Regions from separate parts of the Mus musculus genome. Here regions 1 and 2 are each linked to region 3. The links are chromatin contacts, called in public HiChIP or PLAC-seq maps. All regions are on one chromosome and are shown on one strand. Each heading gives the region's core, a stretch centred on a gene start, on an enhancer-like site or on the middle of the called end of the contact. The rest is flanking DNA. Distances are from core to core; before and after follow the strand shown. Region 1 holds the start of Foxn4 (forkhead box N4). Region 2 holds the start of Svop (SV2 related protein). Region 3 overlaps Acacb (acetyl-Coenzyme A carboxylase beta).

The links. HiChIP or PLAC-seq counts read pairs in DNA pulled down with a chosen protein or histone mark.
Region 1: an H3K27ac HiChIP or PLAC-seq map of embryonic stem cells shows a contact between it and region 3, with 9 read pairs. The contact joins the promoter of Foxn4 here to the enhancer-like site in region 3. A contact is called at or near these places in 2 of 484 Hi-C or Micro-C datasets (both in embryonic stem cells), 7 of 115 datasets of contacts at active chromatin or transcription factors (the 230-238 cell line and embryonic stem cells) and 4 of 9 other capture datasets (adipose tissue, embryonic stem cells, liver and 1 more).
Region 2: an H3K27ac HiChIP or PLAC-seq map of embryonic stem cells shows a contact between it and region 3, with 6 read pairs. The contact joins the promoter of Svop here to the enhancer-like site in region 3. A contact is called at or near these places in 1 of 39 promoter capture datasets (macrophages), 1 of 15 datasets of contacts at CTCF or cohesin (the NIH/3T3 cell line), 5 of 484 Hi-C or Micro-C datasets (embryonic stem cells, muscle stem cells, nephron progenitors and 1 more), 4 of 115 datasets of contacts at active chromatin or transcription factors (the SCID.adh cell line and embryonic stem cells) and 3 of 9 other capture datasets (adipose tissue, liver and pancreatic islet).

The regions. Positions count from the first base shown.
Region 1 is chr5:114,272,494-114,275,645 of GRCm38.p6, forward strand. Foxn4 (forkhead box N4) reads right to left here and starts at 1,268. Exons shown (of 10, transcript NM_148935.2): 1 at 1,195-1,268; 2 at 480-568. The coding sequence starts at 565.
Region 2 is chr5:114,089,916-114,092,772 of GRCm38.p6, forward strand. Svop (SV2 related protein) reads right to left here and starts at 1,465. Exons shown (of 16, transcript NM_026805.1): 1 at 1,237-1,465. The coding sequence starts at 1,271.
Region 3 is chr5:114,184,244-114,187,276 of GRCm38.p6, forward strand. All of the region lies in intron 2 of Acacb (acetyl-Coenzyme A carboxylase beta), which reads left to right. Among named protein-coding and RNA genes, the nearest start is that of Acacb, 20 kb to the left of the region's middle. Within about 2 kb of position 1,783, at least 9 of the 459 cell types and tissues checked have an H3K27ac peak or open chromatin away from gene starts, as enhancers often do. A contact at or near this core is called in embryonic stem cells, where this site is marked.

The DNA of each region.
Region 1 (3,152 bases), core at 18-2,517, 88 kb after region 3:
ACCATTCTTGGGCTTCACTTTGAGGCTTGTTGGCCCTTTGGACTCCAAAAGAGACCCTGAGGTCATCTAAATCACGGCCCCATTTATTTATACGAGGAGAAAACCAGGTCCAGAGTGGGCAAAGGACTAGCTAAAAGTCACACAGCTGGGCTAAGAACTCACAGTTGTGACCTACAACCTTGCAACATCCTGAGTGCTTTGGGGCACGGTGGGGTGGGGACCATTTCCTAGAACCCTTGCTGGAGTCACTGGATGGGGAGCAATAGCTGCTGGGGTCACCAGGCTGCCCATAGTCTGTGACCCACGAGAGATACACCCTTAGAGGGGACACAAAACTGCAGAGAGCTGCTCACTCCAAAGCTCACACTTCGTAGCTCACAGACAAGGCAGGCGCGCCCCCACCAGCACGGAGCCTGGGCCTCCTCACCTGTATTCCTGTGGAGAGCGCCCCCACCAGCACGGAGCCAGGGCCTCCTCACCTGTATTCCTGTGGAGAGCAGTGGTGGCTGTGCCCCGAGCTTCTGATCATTTCTGACATTCTGGACCAAATGCCACTTTCTATCATTTCCTTAGGGATGAAAAAAAAAAGTTAAAAAAGAAAAAGTTTCCATCAGCACTGATGTAGGGCAGAGACCCCCAGTTTCCCACAGTTCAGAAGCGACCCAAAAGGGTCACAATTGCAGGACAATCCCGAGGCCGGGGGGGGGGGGGGGCGGGGAGGGCAGGAGGTTAAGAACTAAGGACGGACAGTGAGTGAAATTCCAAGTTCTTTCAAATTCAAGGAGAAGAAGGGGGAGGGGGAGCCCCTAAATGGAAGCGCCAAGCTTTGGAAAACCCAGGCCAAATAGAAATCGGAAGAACTCCATTCGGTTCCAAGCCGCAATCCCCACCACTATTCTGCTATGAACGGCCTGGAAATGAAGAGATCATCAAAGCGGGGCTTGATGGGGCCAGGGGAACCATCCCCGCCCGGTCTCTCGCCTTGGAAGGAGACCCCACACAGGTGCTGGAAAATCAGTTCACGCACTGCACCACCCACCCGGCCACCCACAAACGCGACATTAAATAAGACTCGGGGAGGGGGACACCCCTAAATCCTCTAAGCCAAGCTTGAAGCAGGTGTGGGAAGCCTCCTGCCCTGGTGAAGCCCCCGTGGTTCCGACGGGGCGCGCAGCCCGGGCAGCACCGTGGTACCTGGAGCAGGTCCTGGGTTGGCTGGCTGGGGGCGGGTGGCGCTGCGGTAGGGGGGGACTCCCTTTCGCTCGCCCCTCGCTGTCTGCAATTTGGCCACCGTCGCAGCTCGATCCGTTTTTAAATTTCCCTCTCTGGAGCTGTCCAACTCTGAGCATGCGCAGTAGACGTGCCGGGTTGTTGGGGGTCCTTTCCCCTCCTTTTCCCTAAGGGTCAGTTACAGGGCAGGGTCAAGGAGATTTCAGCGGGCGGGCCCCAGCAAGTCAGCCTCGTGCGCCCCGCGGCTCCCGGCCCTGGGGTGGGGCGGTCACCGAGGGAGAGACACCCCTTTTCCAACTTTGCAAACAGGCGAGCTGAATGATGGGCAGGACTGAGATGTAGATGCTGCAGGGGACCTGGGGGCGGGGGGGGGGGGTGGGCGGAGGAGCGAGAGGCGCACGCACAGAACCAGTCCCCCACCCCCACCTCCTACCCCTACACACACCCAGGGAATGCGCCCGGGCCACCTGTGGCTCCGAGAAAGTTGAGCCCGCGCTACGCCGGGGGCCGCGACAAGGTCCAGGAGCGCAGAGGGGAGTGCGGCTGCGCCCTGAACGCCGAAGGCCGTTGGGGACCGTGACCCGCTCTGGCTCCCGCGTTGCTCTGGGCTCCTCCCCGCTCTCGCCGCGGGAAAGGTGGCGCGTAGCACGGGCTGCCCGGGACAGGACCCCGCAACTTCATAGCTCGCTCTGCAGCTCGCTCCAGTGGTCAAAGGCTGCGGGGGGCCTCTCCACCTGGGATGTCCCTGGCCCCGTGCCCCCATCCCATCCCTCCTCCTCCCGGGTCTCCTCGGCTTCGTATGGGGCCCAGGGATCCTGATGCCCACCGGGCAGCTACATCCAGCCTGCCCCTGCCCAGCCAACCCCGGCTGTGTCCCACGCTGGGTGTCCCTCACTGTGACCCGGGAACCCTTAAGTTCAGGCAGAACTCAGGCTTCCAGCGCTGGGTGCCGGGTACTCAGCACTCCGTGCCATGCCCCCAGGTGGTTATGACCTCAGTGCTCGGCCAGGGCTTCCTTGTGGCACCTGGGCACCCTCACTTCCTTCTCCTCTGCCAGAGTAATACGTAAACCGGTCACCTGGGGCTTGAGTTCACCCGGGAGAAACGTAGATTATATTGATCCAGGCTGTGGTTGGGGAACGCCTCAGTTTTCCTCTTCCCGACTGACTATGTTTAAAATCTGACTTGGGCTAGTCACAAAGATGGATGAAATACTTCACACGGTCTGTGTTACTTTGAACGTCCCCGGATGCTCCAGGACTAATTCACCTGTTTGGTTATCCCAAGCGTTTGTGGGTGTTTTAACTTCCCTTTGAAATAATCCTACTTTCCATTAAGATTGGATAGGGGTCCTGGGCTTGTGGGGCAGCGGGGAGGCGGGGAGGCTCTTTGTTGAGGGGTGGGGAGTTCTGTGTTCCCAAAGCTGGAGTGGTCATTAACGATGAAGCCTGTAAACTGTTATAGAAAGGAAGGCCGGGGGTCGGGGGGGTGGGGGGGGAGGGAGAGACTACTACCTTTGACTTCTCTGGGTTTTGGCTAGGGACTTTTTTTTTTAAAGAGTAGAGATTTTGAGTTCATTGCTTGAGGATTAGTTAGTAGAAATAATGATGCCCAGACACCACTGCTAGATATTCAGAAACCTCTTTATTAGACTGACATATCCGCACTGTGGTGTCTCTGCTTTCAGTCACCTGGTGACACTGGAACCTTGGCAGCGGTGCTATTATTCTCTATAGAGCACGTAGGGGCCAACTGTGCAATCAAGGCACCTGCTCTGACGACACTCGACACTCGTCTTGAGTCATGGGTGACCAGCACTAGCCTGCTTCCCAGTTAAATGACAAAGGACTCAGTTCACCTGTTCCCACAGCTCCCAGTGTGAAGAGGGGACCCCCCACCCCCAAGCCTCAGGCAAGGTCTGA
Region 2 (2,857 bases), core at 215-2,714, 95 kb before region 3:
TTTGTGGGTTGCCTTTGTATTCGGGGTGATCATTGGGCTCTGGGAACACAGTGTTTGAGCTCAGGGAGCGTGGCATGATTTCCTTGAGGAGGGCTGTCTGTTCTGAGAGTTATATTTTTTGCTTTGGGGTATTAGAAGCGGGTACCCTTTAGCATCGTGAAATGAAGCTGTCATTAGTTGGGGGGTATTTATGGATCTATTAACAGAAGCGTAAAAGTACAATTTTAATTCCTGAAAGCTGTGTAATGAAAAATAATTTGACCGAATTGAGAAGTAAATATGGCAACCCCCACAAACACTCAAGAGTCTCAGAGAGCCAGACCAGTCACACTAAAAGTCACTTGAGAGGGTTCCTCCGTGGCTTGAGGTTTGGGGGGGCACACCATTTTTAAAGTTACACATGCTAACAATACCCAGTCCTTCTCAACAGACCCAAGCAGAATTGACTTCCACCTGCCAGTTAAAAATTAAAACGGGAATCCTGGAATTTGCTTTAACAAAACACCATTGCTGTGGCAGGAAAGCTATCTGTAAATACCTCTGAAGGCCTCTCTGTCTTTTCCACTGCCTCTCTGTGGTTCCCACAAGATTCTCAGTGAAGTAGGTATCCCCAGAAATTTTCCAACCTCAAAGGAATGCATTCCTGGTGTGTCCAAGCCAAAGCATACTCCAGCTAGCTACCCCCCCCCCAACCTTTCATTCAGAAGACAAGAGTCTCAAGCCAGGACTCACAAGCCGTCTCATTCACGTGCTACACAAACAGCCTCTCCTCTAGGAAAGCATACGTGCTGTTTAGAAAGCAGTTTGCAACCTCACACCGTTCCTTTCCGAAAGACCTTGTAGGGGGGAAAAATCAGGAATTGCATAGTATAGGAGAAAGGCTGGAAAGGGACAGATGTCAGCCCTTGTCAATTCAGCCCACATTTCCAAACAGCATCCAATGCATTCTCACAGCCTAGACCTCAAACCCCCTTCGGGGTTGAGAGCGATTTCCAAGGGAAAACACAGAAACTAAGGATTCCCACAAGGTCCTGACAGATCTTGGGGGGGGGGGGGTAGGGAAATGAATGAGAAACAGAAGCTGGGCTGAGAAAATGGCTTGTCTCCTCCAGGCCCAATTCTTCCGTCTGTAACAGCATTTTCCAATCCAAGAGGCCGTGCGGGGATGCACCCCTGCAGGCTTTGCTCTTCTAAAGGGCGCCCTGCCAGCCTCCCTTCGCCCCCCGCGGTACTCACGGCAACTGCCTGAGCTGGAACAGATCCTCCTCCATGTCCGCGGTGCGCCAGGGCGAGCCTGGGCATGACCCTTACATGGTGGAGCAAGGGCCGGTGCTCCGGCTTTCAGCACCGGGATGCTGGACAGCTCTACCGCTTCCTCGCTGGGCAGCTAGCTGCTGGGGGAGGGAGCCCTGCCCGGGAGACAAAGCCAGCCGCTGCCACCGCCGGGAGACCGACAGGAGTGGGCGGAGGACGAGGGGAGGGCTGCGCGGTGGAGGGGGCGGGGCGAGCCCTGCTGCTCCCAGGAGCCCACGGTCCTCTGATTGGGGTGTCTGCGGGACACCCCGACCGTCCAGAAGAAGCCTCCCTCCCTGAGTATTTGTACGAATTGATTAATGTCCGTTTGATGTCCCGGAAGCTTAAGCTCTAGAACGGAGTATAGATTTCTGGAAATGTACTCCACGTATTACACTGCACCTATTAGGTGCCACCAGGCACTGTAGCACGCTGATGGCAGAACAGTTTGAAAAGATTGTTATCACAGAGCTGAGGGCCCAGAAAAGGATCCTGTTGGGTACTGAAGGCTAGAAGGCGGAAGGGTAACTCAGTTACTCAGCCAGCGTTGTGATCTTTGCGGCCTGTGATTCAGAAGTAAACAGCAGAGTCCCTGCCTTGATGCCCTTCCCTTTGAATGAAGATTCTCCACCCTCCCTTGAGCTCCTTGAATTTTCTCAAATGCATCTCAAGTGCCCAGAGGCATGTGCCTGACACATAAGAGCATGCTGGGTGAACATCCATCATGCCTGGGTGTGGTGGCACAGGAAGGGCGAAGCAGGAGGATCGTGAGTTCAAAGGCTGCCTGGGTTACCAGAAAGCTTGGGGACAGATGGGGCACATATCAAACCACATCTCAAAAGTTAAACAAGCCAGGCATGGTGGTACACAACTTGGATCCCCAGCAGTTGGAGACAGAGGCAGGTGAATCTCTGTGGGATCCGGGCCAGATAGGGCTACGAGGTGAGATGCTGTTGGGAGAGAGAGAGAGAGAGAGAGAGAGAGAGAGAGAGAGAGAGAGAGAGAGAGTTGTGCATAATCAGTTGACTCCATCCAAGACCATGAAGCCCCCTGGGTGTGGGTCTGCTGTCTGTACATTTAAATAGCTCCTCAGAAGCCTAGAGAACTCCAGGCTCTGGTGTGAATAAGTGGAGAAAGGAGAAAAATATTCACCTTCCAAGATGGTGACTTCCATGCTTCCCATGGACAAGAGCCATGACTGGATGGAGGATCACAGGGACAGAAGGAAGAGAGGAACGTTCTTTCCTAATGTTTTATAAGTTCTGTGTATGTGTGTGTACGTATATATGTTCATGCCTGTTGGGGGAGTAGGGTACCTCTAGAAGCCAGGAGAGGGTATTTGATTCCCTAGTCTTTGAGTTTCAGGCCCCTGATACAGGCCGTCTGGAAGAGCAGCAAGTGTTCTTAGCTGCTGAGCCATCTCTCCAGCCCCCACCACCTTTATATTTATAGTATGTGTATGGCTGTTTGACTGCACTTATAGTATGTGTGCCTCATGCACATGCATATACTTACAGAGACCAGAAGAGGGCGTTAGATCCCCTAGAGCTGAAGATACAGCTGG
Region 3 (3,033 bases), core at 533-3,032:
CAGCATCAGGCTTTTTCTTCCCACTTCAGAGGTCGAGGACGCCTCCTCTTGGGACATCTGTTTGGGCAATGAGTGCTTGCCTTTGGGAGCTTTTTACACACACACACAGCATGGGTGAATTAGCCCATTCCTCAGAAATGGAGACTGAGTCTCTGGCCTTGATCAAGAGGCTCCTGAGTGCTTTGGGGAATGGAGCCACTTCCTGGGTCGACGGTAGGAGAGCAGCGAAGCTGCTGCCAGCCACTTTCAGAGGTTAGGGCTTCTTAGAGGAGAGGAGACCACGAACTACAGTGAGCAGGTCCCTTGGTTATGTCTCCTGTGTTCATGACAAGCTGTGGCCCAGAGGTGGGATGCAGGTTGTCCAAGGTTAATAAGAGGAGTCGAAGGGATTTGAACGTGGCTTGATGGTTCCTCCGTCTTGCTCCAAACACTCAGGGTCTCCTGGGAAAGAACATTGCTTTTTTTTAAGATTTATTTATTTTTTTATGTGAGTACACTGTTGCTGTCTTCAGACACACCAGAAGAGAGCATTGGATCCCATTACAGATGGTTTTGAGCCACCATGTGGTTGCTGGGAATTGAACTCAGGACCTTTGAAAGAGCAGTCAGTGAGCCATCTTTCCAGTCCCTGTTTTGGATTTTTTTTGTTTTGTTTTGTTTTTTTGTTTTGAATTTTGTGTATCCCAGGCTAGCCTCAAACCCCAAGGATAAACTTGCCCTTGTGATAATCCCACCTGTACCTCCCAAGTGTGTGCCATGACGGCCAGTCTATGCAGTACTAGCCACTGAACCCAGGACTCCTCCACTTCTAGACTCTGTATTTTGGACTCATTAGGAGACTGTTTTGCTGCGGCGGACCGGGCTCAGTCAGCCCCCCTTAATCTGCAGAAAAAAATTTGGGGGTCCCGGTTTCAGTTGGGCAAAGAGTTGGTGACAATATTAACACAAGGGAGTGTGGTATCTGAATGTAATTTGTCTCAAAGTGAGCAGCAGTCTTATAAGTGACTTTTACACAAAACAGGGAAATGTGTACTTAAAAGCTAACAGGAACCAGCTGGGATAAAATTCAATGTTAACATCTGGGATCAAAAGCAGCCCCACCTAAGGTCAGCTTAATCTTAGAAGTCAGGGGTAAGGGCATCGTGCCCTTGCCGTAGTTCCTATTCTAGTCTATTGTATAGTCCACCTTCCCCATAGGCCATTGTAAATTCCTGTGTATGGGTGTAACTCAGCTATCTATAGTTCTAAGTATCTACTCTGGTTCCTCCCTAGACCCCAATCTTCCTTCTTCCTAGATAATGGTAAATTTTTGCATATGGGAGTAGCTTGCCCTGAGATTTCTAACTCTTATCCAGTAAAATACTGTAAGAAAGCATGCAAGACCCTCCACATTATTGCAGGGACAAATCTGGGGCATTCTAGCTATGGGGATGCCAAATTTCCAGGGGACCAAGTTTCCGTGAACTTTTCACCTCTGGACTATATCCAGGTTTTTGGGGCCTGTCACACGTGTCACTACTGGAATGGATGTAGCGTTTTGCAGCCGGCTCCACTGTGGCTGGTGTTTCGTCCTCAGAACATCACAGCTCACTAGCCTCAGGTAGCCTCTGCCCGGTGCTCTCACACTTTCTGACTTAGTAGCTGATCCCAGCTTGCCCTCAGTACTGGAGATTCATGAGAAAGCCTGTACCTGGAAATGAGAGTGGAGAGATCTAGCTCCCCCCAATGGGGCTCCAAGAATGTGTCTTCCCTTGCCACCTCCAGCCCTCTGAACCAAGCCTTGCTTTAGCAATGAGAAAGCCACGTTAGGCTGTACTCATTCCTTCCCAGTGGTGGCCCTCTCCAGTGATGCTCACCCTGAGTGATTCTCCTCCCCAGTGGTGCTCCTCCCCAGTGGTGCTCCCAGCAGTGATGCTTCTCCCCAGGGGTGCCCCTCCCCAGTCGTGCTCCCCTGCAGTTTTGCTTCCCTGCAGTGGTGTTCCCCAAAGACTTAGCAGGGCCATGCAGGAGAGCCAGGAGCCTTGGTCAAGGCCTGAGGTCACAGTGTGAGCTTGACTGGGCCTGAGTTTCCCCATCTGTTAAACAGAGGCAGTCACATCCCACACTTCAGAGGAGGCCAGGCCTTAGCAGCATGGCCAGGGTTGTGTAGCAGTGGGAGAGAACACAGGAAGGAACTGCTCTGTGAGTCAGAGCTTGAGACCAGAGGCCTAATTACCTGTGGAGATTGGGTATTATTTATTTATTTTAAAGATTTATTTATTTATTATATGTAAGTACACTGTAGCTGTCTTCAGACACTCCAGAAGAGGGTGTCAGATCTCATTACGGATGGTTGTGAGCCACCATGTGGTTGCTGGGATTTGAACTCCAGACCTTCGGAAGAGCAGTCGGGTGCTCTTACCCACTGAGCCATCTCACCAGCCCGGGTATTATTTATTTTGAGACAGGGTTTCATTCTGTAGCCAGGATATCTGTGACCTTGAAGTCTTTCTTCAGTTTCTAGACAGATTCTGCCTGGATTCTTTTTCTTTTTCTTTTTTTCTTTTTTTCTTTTTTTTTTTTTTTTAAGATTTATTTATTATTATATGTAAGTACACTGTAGTTGTCTTCAGACACACCAGAAGAGGGAGTCAGATCTTGTTACGGATGGTTATGAGCCACCATGTGGTTGCTGGGATTTGAACTCTGGACCTTCGGAAGAGCAGTCGGGTGCTCTTACCCACTGAGCCATCTCACCAGCCCCCTTTTTTTTTTTTTTTTTTGAGACAGGGTCTCACTGTGTAGCCCTGGCTGCCCTGGAAGTCTCTGTGTAGACCAGGATGGCCTCAAACTCAGAGATCTGCCTGTCTCTGCCTCCTGAGTGCTAACATTATGCCCAACTCAAAAGATTTATGTATTCTATATTATGAGTGTTTGTCAGCATATGTATGTATGAATGTATGTATGTATGTATGTATGTATGTATACATGTATATATATATACATATATATATACATGTATATATATACATACATATATGCAGTGTGCATGCA